2 separate regions of the Sus scrofa genome follow, and region 2 is linked to region 1. Evidence: chromatin contacts called from public HiChIP or PLAC-seq data. All regions are on one chromosome and are shown on one strand. The core of a region is the stretch at or near the end of the contact, and the rest is flanking DNA. Distances in the headings are between cores, read along the strand shown.

The links. HiChIP or PLAC-seq counts read pairs in DNA pulled down with a chosen protein or histone mark.
Region 2: a contact with region 1 is called in an H3K27ac HiChIP or PLAC-seq map of alveolar macrophages. The contact joins two enhancer-like sites. A contact is called at or near these places in 2 of 2 datasets of contacts at active chromatin or transcription factors (alveolar macrophages and skeletal muscle).

The regions. Positions count from the first base shown.
Region 1 is chr9:39,395,348-39,401,910 of Sscrofa11.1, forward strand. All of the region lies in intron 3 of SIK2 (serine/threonine-protein kinase SIK2), which reads left to right. Among named protein-coding and RNA genes, the nearest start is that of SIK2, 30 kb to the left of the region's middle. Within about 2 kb of position 1,399, at least 9 of the 83 cell types and tissues checked have an H3K27ac peak or open chromatin away from gene starts, as enhancers often do. A contact at or near this core is called in alveolar macrophages, where this site is marked.
Region 2 is chr9:39,541,614-39,547,912 of Sscrofa11.1, forward strand. The region is part of intron 15 of ALG9 (ALG9, alpha-1,2-mannosyltransferase); the gene reads right to left. Among named protein-coding and RNA genes, the nearest start is that of PPP2R1B, 27 kb to the left of the region's middle. Within about 2 kb of position 3,533, at least 1 of the 83 cell types and tissues checked has an H3K27ac peak or open chromatin away from gene starts, as enhancers often do. A contact at or near this core is called in alveolar macrophages, where this site is marked.

The DNA of each region.
Region 1 (6,563 bases), core at 149-2,648:
TCTCATGTTCATCCATGTGGTCACACGCAGAAAATGGTACAAAATCTTAGGGTGGTCACCTTTTCAGACAGTTTAGGCACTGTTCAAACAATTAAACCGGTAGTCAGCAGATTCCGGCCTAGTAATTAAATTACCCAGGGCCTTTGTTTTCAGATTTCTGCTCCTTGATATGCTGTGTCTTTTCAGGCCAAGCATGTGCCTGAGGTTTATTGATTCATTTCCTGTCTTTCCCTTTCAGTGGTAACATATTAGGATGCTGGCTCTGGTGCTTGAAATAGAGCTTTGTTTTAGCCAAAATACCTTTAGACACCTGGTTACTCAGAGAACCTAAGTGACAGTTTTTGTGACCTTTGGTTACTATCTTAACAGCATAAATGTAAAGTTAGGAAGGTGTTCATTTGCCTTTTAGTATGAGTTTAAGTAAGCTTTGAAGGCTCTACTCACTTTATAGCACCAGTATGACTTCATTTAAGTTTTAATTCTTTGGGTTTTAAAATTATTAACCAGGGTCCCAGATGTAGGAGTGCTTAAATCCATTCTCACTTCTCCAACTTCTTCCATCAGTGCCTTGCATTTGACCTTCATCACTTCTCACTTTAATTAATTCAGCTGCCTAAGGCCTCTTTGCCTACAGATTTGTCCCTCTTCTAACCCATCTTCCATGTTGCCGCCAAAATGATCTTTCTGAAATGCAGATCTCATCCTTGTCAGTTTTCTGCATGAAAGATTTCTGTCGTTCCCCACTGCCTTCAATATAAAAGTTGGTATAGGAGTTCCCGTCGTGGTGCAGTGGTTAACGAATCCGACTAGGAACCATGAGGTTGCGGGTTCGGTCCCTGCCCTTGCTCAGTGGGTTAACGATCCGGCGTTGCCGTGAGCTGTGGTGTAGATTGCAGACGTGGCTCGGATCCCGCGTTGCTGTGGCTCTGGCGTAGGCTGGCAGCTACAGCTCCGATTCGACCCCTAGCCTGGGAATCTCCATATGCCGCGGGAGCGGCCCAAGAAATAGCAAAAATGACAACAACAACAACAACAACAAAAAAAGTTGGTATAGAACTGATAGCATATGAAACCCCTGTCTACCTTGCCAGTCACATCCCTGTCACATGTTTCATGAGCTTAATTAACTGAACGTAATCCATTATGCAGATGTATAGGCACACGGTGGCTTTTACATGGTAGATGGTAGATGTCAGTGTAGAAAGATACTGAATTGGTGTGTAAGCACGTGTGAGTTCACACAGTTAAAATTAGCCTGGGTCCTTGGATATAAAGTTTAGGGTATTTCCTTTAGAATTTTTATTAGATGTGTGTAACATGGTTACCTTTGAAGAGGTCAGATTTAATTGGATTACTTGTAAGTAATCTTTTACTTACAAGTTAGTAAGTTAACTTTTAGGGACTGCTAACTGCATGACAGAGCCAGCATGATTCATGATTCCAAAAATTGCCGTTGATCTCCCCTTACCTTCATTTAAATTTGGTCAGACCTTAAAAGGAAAGTCCAGAGAGAGGTCTGTGGGCTAGTCCTAGATCTGACTTTGTTAATATAAGCATTGTGGGGCAAGCCATGTAACATTTCTAAACCTCAGTCTTCTAGAAATGAGGAGATTGTGTGAGTTTATGAAGTACTGTGTGCTTGACGCCATGACTCATGCCCAGGACTGAAAAGGAAAAAAAAGAAACTTGACCACTGCAGTAGAAGAGTTCACAGTCAGTTTTTTAGGTCTAAAAAGCTGATGTCTGTAAATCTTAGGGAACAACGTTTTCTGAACATTTGATGAATGAATTGGATTTGTCAGAGATGATTAAATAGTTTTTAAGCTTCATATGTTTGGAAATATAAGCATAACAGGCCTTCATGGAATAGACAAGTTTCTGAAAAGCAGTCCAGTTTTCCTGTTAACTTCTATATGAATTTCAGCTATCTCCCACTGATTATTGGCAGCTTGCCTTTAGTTATGGTTCAAAGCTGACATTCTGTGCTGTGAGCAGTGAGCTTCTCCCATGTCTGGCAGCTTCAGCCACAGCTCAGCTACAACGAAGGGGGAGAGAAGCATCAGCTACTTTGATCTTGGCCATAACCATACTCAGCCGAATTCTGCTAATGTGAGGCGTTTGGCAGCCTGTGTTTTCTGTTTCTTTCAGTATGAATTTCTATTAAGTGAATCATTATATTAAAGAATTTCAGTAAGATTGAATTAATTCAGAGAAAGCTATTTCTTTGTTTGTGAAAGGGGAGAACCAGAGGTAGATTTTATCTGCTAATTAAGGTGGAAAGAGGCATAGATTTCGTACTTAGGATAAGTGGGGAAACCATAGTCCAAAAGATCATAGGGAATGATCTTTTCTTCCCCTTTTGGAGAATATTCCTTTTGCTTTCAGAAAGGAGTCTCTGGGGAGTTCCTGTCGTAGCGCAGTGGAAACGAATCCGACTAGGAACCATGAGGTTGCAGGTTCAATCCCTGGCCTCACTCAGTGGGATAAGGATCTGGCGTTGCCGTGAGCTGTGGTTGTAGGTCGCAGACACAGCTTGGATCTGGCGTTGCTATAGCTGTGGCATAGGCTGGCAGCTGTAGGTCCGATTCAACCCCTAGCCTAGGAACTTCCATATGCAGTGGGTGTGGCCCTAAAAAAGCAAAAAAAAAAAAAAAAAAAATTACCAAAATGTGACACAGAGACACAAACTGAGCAAATAAGAATCATGCTGATTTGCTCCACACAGGGTTGCCACAAACTTTCAATTTGTTAGGAAAGAAAGGAGTCTCTGAAAGAGACCACTGAGACCTTGTATTTCTGAAAATGCCTGCATTTTATCCTCATACATGAATATTCAGTCTGATTGTGCTTTCTCTCCATTGTTTGCTTTTGTAAAATTAGTTGTTGTTGTTGTTGTTTTGTGTCAGAGAGGGTCTCTCATATATCAGACATGGTTCTAGGTGTTCAGAACACATCAGTGAACATATGGTCCTTACCCTCTGGAGATTTATATTTTAGTGAGGGTGTTTCAGATTGGGAGGATGAAAAGAAAAGGTACTGTGTCAATGTTTCAGAGAAGGTAAGGAGAATAGGACAACCAGGATGAGGATGAAGATTTGTTCTTTTGTAAAAGGTGATGGAAAAAAGCCTCTCTGATACCTACTTGAGCAGAAACCTGAAAGGATATATAAAAGTAAATTTTTTGAAATCTTACATGCCTTGAGCTCTTGCATGTCATCCATAATATTTAATCATGTCTTAGAATAGAATTTTAAGTTGGAAGTACTTTCTCTTCAGAGTAATGAGGACATTGCTCCATTGCCTTCTAGTTTCCAGGATTGCTTCCCCCCTCCCCCTATGGCTGCACCCCTGGCACATGGAAGTTTCTAGGCCAGAGATTGAACGCAAGCCACAGCCACAACCTACACCATAGCTGCCGCAAACTCCAGATCCTTTAACCTCCTGCACCGGGCCAGGAATCAAACCCACACTTCCATAGCAACCCAAGCCCTTGTAGTCATGTTTTTAACTCACTGCACCACAGTGGAAGCTCCTCCAGGATTGCTCTTGAAGAGCTTATAATGATGCAATTCTGATACTTAGTTGAGAATTTTTTTTTTTTTTTTTTTTGGTCTGTAAGCTTATAAGAGCTTCTGTTTGTCCCAAGTGTTCTAAAATTTCACAGTGATATGCCTCGTCCCTGTGTATAGATCTGTTTTGCTTTGTGGTGCTGGACTATTGGTGGGCCCTCTTAATCTGGAACTTTGGTTCTAGGAAGTTGACTTAATTACTTAGTTGATGGTTTCCTTCCCTAATTTTTTTTTTTGACCCTCCTGGACTGGCTCTCTAATTTTTGTTTCTTTTTTATTCTCCTATTTTTCATGTTTTTGTCTTCTTACTCTGCTTTCTGGGGGATTTTCTAAACATTTTCTTCCAACTCTTCTTTGGCTGTATTTTTAATTCTTTTTTCTTTATTCTGTTCCTGGGCAGTGATTTCCACCAGTCTGTCTTCCAGCTCATGTATTCATTCTTCTGCCTCATTTGTTCTCTTATTGATTCCTTCTAATTTATTTTTCATTTCAGTTATTGTATTGCTCATCTCTGTTTGTTTGTTCTTCATTAATCACTTCACATATCATCTTAGTCTGTGCCTCTATTCTTTTTCTGAGGTCCTGGATCATCTTTACTACCATTAGTCTGATATTTTTCCCCCTCAGGTAGATTGCCTATATCCACTTCATTTAGTTGTTCTTCTGGGGTTTTATCTTATTCCTTCTTCTGAAACACATTTCTCTGCCATCTCATTTTGTCTAACTTTCTGTTTGTGGTTTCTGTTCTGCAAGCTGCAGGATCATAGTTCCTCTTGCTTCTGGTGTCTGCCCCCTGGTCCATGAGGTTGGTCTAGGGACTTGTGAGGCTTCCTAGTGGCAAGGACTAGTGCCTGCCCACTGGTGGGTATGCCTGGGTCTTGTCCCTTTGGTGGACAGGGCTGTGTCAAGGGGTGTGCTTATAGGTGGCTCTGGGCTCAGGATAACTTTAGGCAGCCTGTCTGCTGATGAGTGGGTCTGTGTTCTCACCCTTTTAGTCATTTAGCCTCAGGCATCCCAGCACTGGAGCCTGCAGGCTCTTGGGGGGGACATTAGGTGCCAAAACAACACCTCCAGGAGATGAATATTCCCTGAGATCTCCACCACCAATGTCCTTACCCCCAGAATGAGCCACAGCCACCCCCATCCCCCTCAGAAGACCCTCCAAGACCTTCAGGTAAGTCTGGCCCAGGTTCCTATGGAGTCACCGCTTTGCCCTGGGTCCCAGTGCACATGAAACCCTGTATTCACCCTCCAGGAGTAAAGTCTCTGTTTCCCACAGTCCTGTGGAGCTCCTGCACTCGAGTTCTTCTAGTCTGCAAAGCTAAGTGCTACTGGGGTTCCTCCTCCTGATGCCGACCCTGAGAATGGGGAGCCTGACATGGGGCTCAGAACTCTACTGTGGGAGAACCTCTGCAATAATTTTCCAGTTTGTGGGTTGTTTACCCAATGGGAATGAGATCTAATTATATCATGCATGAAAGGACTCCTTCTGCTGTCTTGTGACTTCGTCTTTGTGTGTAGAATATCTTTTTTGGTAGATTCTAGTGGGGTTTTTTTTTTGTTGATGGTTTTCAGCAGTTAGTTGTGATTTTGGTGTTTTCAAGAGAGAAAGTGAGCTCAAGTCCATCTGCTCTACTATCTTGTCTCACTCCACTATCATAATTTTGGTATCTACAAGTTTATTTCTTACTCTGATTGTCCCTTTTAAAAGAACACCCATTTCCTATTTGATGATTTTACGTCTTAGCTTTCCGAGAACAATAGTAATTTTGCTGTTTTTTTTCTCTTTTCTTCTTCCAAGTTGATATTTTTCTGTTGGTGTGTATTGTTTTGGTCTATATATTTTATGTTAGGAGACTTTTTTAGATGCTTACTATATTTGGTTGTCAATTCCTGGCAAGAATGGGAAACTAAGAAGATGACTGGAAACTAAGCCCGTGGATGGGATGTGCCAGCTAGGAGTTTTATTCTAGGAGTGATCTGACTGGGTTCTTTTACTGGAGATACCTAATGTTTGTATCTTCATTCTTGAGTTGATAAAGTCCCATGAGAAGATTCTTCTAGTTTTCTACCCAGAAGGGAGGCTGAGGCTTGTCCAGGGTGCATATGTTATTTAATCCTCCTGTTTTCAGTGTGAGGTACCTGTCTTCAGCTTTGTCTGGGGTCCTTAAGTTTAGGAACCCTCTGTTTTAGGTTCTCAAAAGACTAAACCTCCAGATTGCTGCTGGAGTAGAAGTCAGGGCACACACCCAGTTACACAGAATAAGAGATGAGATTTGGGGATTGAATTGCTTCTTAAAACAGCTTCAACTGATCAGCCTTATTTTAGCTTCACACCAACTTTCAGAGTTCCTTGTGCCATCAGTTCCTGGGTTTGGGGGAACTCTTCTAGGTCTATTATATTGATTTAAGGTATTTCCCCTTCTGATGCTTCAGGCTTCTCAAGTCAATTGAGATTTGTATTTCAACAGAATTTTTTGTTGCCAAGTTCTCTAATAAGTTCTTTTCCCATTTCCTATTCTTTTTTCTTAGATTTATTTCCTTATTTCTGAGAAGATATAAGTATATATATTTATCTCTAGGTGTTCCTTTTCTCATCACTGCGTTTTCCTTCAAATACTCGAACACAATTAAAATAACTTTTATTGTTGTTGTGTGGTAGTTACATCATTTCTATCATTTCTGAGTCTATTTCTGTTGTTTGTTTTTCCCCTGGCTATAGGATGCATTTTCCTGCTTTTTGTTATATCTAATACTTTTTGGGTTTTTTGTTTGTTTGGTTGGTTTTTGGTTTTGTTTTTTTTTGTCTTTTTAGAGCTGTGCCATGGCATATGGAGGTTCCCAGGCTAGGGGTCACACTGGAACTATAGTTGGTGGCCTGCGCCACAGCCACAGCAATGCAAGATCCGAGCCACATCTTCAACCTGCACCACAGCTTGTGCAATGCCGGATCCTTAACCCACTGATTGAGGCCAGGGATCTAAACTGCGTCTT
Region 2 (6,299 bases), core at 2,283-4,782, 150 kb after region 1:
CCTTAAAACAACAACAACAAAAAAACCCACATGCTTACTCTGTGTAGGGCTTTGTGTGCTGGCCCTGAAGACACAAAAGCCTCTGTTCTCAAAGAGCTAATAATAATCTATAGTTGGAGGAAATAGAAAATGAATGACACGTAACCATAACTTAGTATATACTAAATACTAAACAATTGATACAGAAATTCAAAGTGATAATCCGAATTTGGAAGAGTGGACAAACACTGAAGGTTGCAAAGGTTTGGAAGACGCATTGACCAGACACTGTTTCATTTTATCGGTCCAACATTCCAAGGTACACTAAGCCAGAAAAGCAACTTGCCCCTCCATAACCAAAGCCATAGGCATTTCAGGTTAAATGCTCTGTCTACGCGGTAGCAACCAGAAAGCGACTTGAATAAATTCACACTCTTTCTCATGACCTACAAAGCCCAAGGAGATCTAGCCTTCTTACTCCTCACTTTGTACCAGTTTCCTCCTTGCCCACTACACTCTTACCACACCAGCCTTCTTTCACTTCCTCAAAATTAGAAGTTCTTTCTTACTCTCAATGAGGAATTCAAAGTCCTAATGAATCTGTGGTTTGGAATAATCATCTTGCTAAGGACAAACACGTGTCTGACTAGGATACATCAAGAGGTCCAAGAAGCATTCGGATTCTCCCATGCTTCCTCAGTTCCTGTAAAAGCGTAAAAAATTTAGCATCAAATTCTAGATAATGTGTTCATGATGCAAGAAGGTATTTCTGGTTAAGCCTGAACACAAAACTATTTAAGAGGTGGGAACTTAATATAAGGAGAAGTTAGGAAAAATTTATCCTCAGAGCTTGGTACTGAAAAAGTCTTTAGAACTTAGAAAAAAAATCCTCCTTTTCTCCTGCAGATTTTACTTGTGACCATTAACAGCATTATCTATCTTTAACATTTAAAGCCGCTAATTTCTTCCAGAAGATGAAGTGAATAAACAGTCAACATATACACTTCTGAGCTGGGATGGGAAGATTCTGTAAATTTTTTTAAACCAACAACAAGCTAACTTGACTTTTTCATTTATAACACCGTAGCTACTATTCTAGATCACTTTCTTTCCTATCAATAGCTTTAATAATTAAGCAAGACTGGGGCCTTTCAAATTGTTATACTGTATTGTTGCTGGAAAAAGGGAAATCAAAATGGTTATTTGCCTTTGTGAAAGAAAAGAGCAGCTGGACATTGGAACATCATGTGTGTGCACAAATTATACACACAAAGATCTGACTGAATCACAAAGCAGAACAAAGCTAATGCCGATGGAAACTCATATAACATTAAATAATGTGAAATGCCAAAGGACTGCCTTGGGGAGGTACAGGCAGCATAATTTAGGGAGACGCAAAATACTTCCCCTGCTAGTGAATAAGTCACTCAAGCAATTCAAGGATGAAACAATCGTGGACAAAGGGACTGCCTCAAGAGCATCATTAGATGAGGGCTCAGAATGTTTTCTAATTCAATTACCAGTCCCATCTATCAGGGCTCTGGGCACTCTACTGTGGAGGTTTCAATCTGCTCTTGCTGACGTCAATGGAAGACTGGCCACCAGTCTTGATGTCACCAGTTCAATAGATTTTTTTCATTTTAAAAAGAAAACACCCTAGCACTCCAGTTTTCTCTTCTTTCTATCTATCTATCTATCTATCTATCCACATCCAGCCATCCATCTATCCATCCAAACATTACTATCCATCTATCGTTGCATTACGTCCGAACCACAGGTCTAAGCTCCATTGGCCAGTTCTCTCTCTTTTTTTTTTTTTTTTTTTTTTTTTTTTTTTTTTTTTTGTCTTTTGTTGTTGTTGTTGTTGCTATTTCTTGGGCCGCTCCCGCGGCATATGGAGGTTCCCAGGCTAGGGGTCGAATCGGAGCTGTAGCCACCGGCCTACGCCAGAGCCACAGCAACGCGGGATCCGAGCCACGTCTGCAACCTACACCACAGCTCACGGCAACGCCGGATCGTTAACCCACTGAGCAAGGGCAGGGACCGAACCCGCAACCTCATGGTTCCTAGTCGGATTCGTTAACCACTGTGCCACGACGGGAACTCCCAATATCAAGCAATTTAAGAACTGCTCAAAAAGCTGACATGCAGCAAAAATGTGACTTGTCTTTAATAATCTTTCATAGGAAACAGGGCAAGAGACGTTACTCTAATGGTCAGGAAGACAGAGATGACACTTATCTCTTTTCCAAAACAAACAGACACAGGAATTAGATGCTGCACGTTAATCTTCACTAGAATGTCAGTCGCTTGAAGACAGAACTTTCTGTCTAACTGCTATGCTCCAGCTTTCGGAACAGTGCCACAGAAAGAGCTCAACAAACACCCTGTCAGTGAAGGAAGGATCTGTCCTGACTCTTAGAGCACTCAGGTTACCTCCCTTGCTCTGGCAATATTCACTTTCCACAAGGAAAAGGAAATACCAAGGGAGTTCCCACTGTGGCTCAGCAGGTTAAAAACCCCACGTAGTCTCCGCGAGGATGTGGGTACAATCCCTGGCCTCACTCAGTGGACTAAGGACCCGGCATTGCTGCAAGCTGCAGCCGTAAAAAGAAAAAAGTAATACTAATAGGAAGCTCTTCTTTCTCTTCTCTGCTCCCAAAATTCAGTCCTAAAGCCATCAGGTGGGGCAGAGCAAAGCATGATGTGTATGTACGCGCGTAGGGGGAGGCTGCGGCGGCCCATGGGGTGTTGAGCACTAGCGAGACTCGGAGGGTGTCCACATCTGCAAAGAGAATTTTTTTTTTACCCAAAAAGTTTTCATCTTTTTTTTAGAGGGGGAGGAAGGCTTCACATACCGTGAGTTTAAGAACACAAGTTGGGAAAAACTAGATGAGAAACACCTGTAGGATACAAATGTCAGTAAGAGTCAGAAGCCAGGGAAACTCACAAGGACTGAAGGAGCAGGAAGAGGAAGGACAAGAGACAAGACCACAGAGAATGTTGAAGACGGTAACAAATTAGAGAAAAGCATTCAAAGCCATTCTAACGCATCGTGCCGGCCATGTAAAGCATCTCGGAAGACCTACAGTTTTCAGTCTGACCAGGGCTTCAGAGAGTCCCTTAAACACCACAGGCCGATCAGATTACTCTCACACCCCTTACCATGTTTTATAGCATCTTCTGGCTCCTACTTCCCCTCCTGTCTCGTTTTTACCTCTTCAGCCTCACCCTCTGTGCCAGCAACACAGAACTACTTGCACCCTCCATATCTTACCTCACAAAGAGAATATTAATACAAAAGGTCAAGTAACCCCCGGCCCCAGGTTTCAGTTCACACAAAATTTGCTGCATTATCATCGCCCATGTGACCAGAATGACAGTTTTCAGTGGGCACATCCGCAGACCCTGAACAGTCAATGAATACATTCATAGCTTTGACTCTTGGGTTGCAGCCTCCAAAGATCCATACCGTATAATGATTTGGAAGTTTGCTGAGGCACAAGTTGGAATCATGTCACTTCGAGACTGGTGTAGACAGTGAATCATTTTGCTGGTTTGTGGCCTTGGCCAATCATCTGACATAACATCATAACCTCTTGACCAGTCACCTTTCACTGATATTCAGAATGAGGGAATTGAAAAAGAACTGGTATTAAGCAAGCAGTCATTTTCTTTTTTTTTTTTTTTTTGTCTTTTTGTTATTTCTTAGGCCGCTCCCGCGGCATATGCAGGTTCCCAGGCTGAGGGTCGAATCGGAGCTGTAGTCACCAGCCTACGCCAGAGCCACAGCAACGTGGGATCCGAGCCACGTCTGCAACCTACACCACAGCTCACGGCAACACCGGATCGTTAACCCACTGAGCAAGGGCAGGGACCGAACCCGCAACCCCATGGTTCCTAGCCGGATTCGTTAACCACTGCGCCACGACGGGAACTCCGCAAGCAGTCATTTTCCGACCTCCAGTCCTACCAAAGTTGCCAAAGAAACACTCTTAACCAGCCTTTTTCCACTATCCGACAGCCACTCAGATGTGAAGGTACTACCTGCTCCATCCACCATTCCTGTGGAGAAGACATGGAGCAGTGTTCAAGGTGTTTGTCCCTACTCTCTGGACCCTGATTTGAGCTCCTTCACTGTGACAAACAGTAGCACTTGAGGTGACTCTGGTGAGCTTCCGAGAGGAAATAATGGATGAGTATACTTTAAAATAACTCAATAATCCTTCCTTTTTTAGCTTAAAAAAACAATCGATTATTTCTCTCAACTCTGTGGCTTTGTGTGGGGGTTCCTGCCGCCATGCACTGTGCACCCAGCCAGCGCTTCAGGCCTTCAGCCTCCTTCACGGGGCCTCCTCTCTACACGTGGCCTTTGGTTTCCTTAGGGTTGGTACCTGGGGCTCCAAGAAGGAGCCTTCCAGGAGGTAGGACACTGAAGCCAGTCACCTACTCAACAATCTTTATTCTACCGAATAAGGGCATGAGAGGCTGCTAAAGAAATTCTTTTTCCACTTTTTTTTCCCCCTCTGGCATAAATACAGTTTTAAGAATGTGAACTACATCAAATAATTGATCAGTATTTTCCAAGATCCTAATATGTGCTAGGAGTTATGAGATTTAACAGGAGATGTTGTTTTGACTCTCAAGAGCAAACACCTCTGATGATGCCAGCTGCCTGATCTAAGTGAGCTCAAAGCAGTGGCCGTTCTAAAATGCACCATGTCTGCACTCTTCACACCTGAGAAGCTCTATTCCACGGACTTGAAGCACAGACACCCTCTTTCTGGAGAACTAATCCCACAACAGTGGAAAGTAGACTCTCTGAGCTTAGAAAAACAAAAAAGGTTTATTTTTCTTAAAATGTCAGCAGATAATGATTAAGCAGTCGAAGAATACAACGAGCAAAACACCAATGCATTTGGAAGCCAAATCTAGCCTGAGGTAGTAGCACTGCCAGATGAAGGGTCTTAGGAAAGCATCTAGAGAGAAGAAAAAAAGGAAAGGCCAAAAACTGGTAAAGAAACAGAGTTTAAGAGAATGAGCTGATAAAGAATCACAAAAGCACAGAAACTCTCGTCACTTCTTCCTTAGAGTTTCCCAGTGTTCTGTCAAACATGAAGGGGCTAAAGGGGCACCACTGGGACTGACTCGTAGGGAAAAGAGCTTCAATTACAGGAGGAGGGAGAACTCACTCCACCCAAAGGATCTGAACCCCATCCGAAGCAGGTCAAACCAAACTGTGCCATGGAGTGAAGTCTCCCTTTCCACCTGGGTAGCAAGAAGCTGCAGATGGAAACAGCCTATTGTACTATTTTGAGTGCCGTATGTATCTTCTAGAAGAAATCTCTTTTTAAAAAGGAAATTTCAGGAGTTCCCACTGTGGTTCAGTGGGTTAAACATCTGACTACAGCAGCTCGAGTTGCTGCAGAGGCACGGGTTCTATCCACCACCTGGCACAGTGGATTAAAGGATCCACAGCTGTGGCATAGGTCACAGCTGCAGCTTGGATTCAATCCCTGACCCAAGAACTTCCATATGCTGCTGAGGCAGCCATTAGGAAAGAAAAAAGGAAGAAAGGAGGAAAGAAGGGAGGAACAGTTCAAAAATTATCTAATTTGGATGAAGAATAGCATCAAAAGAGCTGTGATGTTTTTAAAACATATCCATAAATTCTTTGACACTCCTCCCAATAACAGAGGAAATCTAATTCCTCTCTCCTTGAACATGGACTATTCAAGTGGCTGCCTTCCAGTGAACAGAATGAGGTGGGAAAGACACTGTGTGAATGCCAAGGCTAGGTCATAAAAAGCTATCTATCTAGCTCCTGAGATCCTGAAGCCAGGCGCCATGCGTGAGGACACACAGGCCACATGGAGAAGCCACAAGGATGTGTTCTGAGAGCCACAGCTAAGAGCCAACCAACAGCCAACATCAATCACTAGACATGTGGGAAACCCTTTGAGATGCCTCTAGTTCCAGCTACCATCTGATGGTCAATGCAAGAGAACCCTAGTAAGTGAAGAACTGCCTAGCTGGGCCCCATCAGTCCAGAGAACCAGGAGAGAAAACAATAACGAACAGCCATTGTCCTTTTATACCATAAAGTCTGGGGTGATCTATTACACAGCAATGACGGGAACAAGATCTTCCAACCAATTTGCGCTTCACTGGTCTTCTCTTCAACTTCTGATTGGTCTTCTCACCTTTAAGAAATAAATAGTTCTTGCTTATGCTGAGGTTAGGGGCCGGGAATACGATGTCTGCCATGGACTCTTTGGGCCTCACAGCTGCTGGATTCATTTCTTCTTGAATGCTAAAGG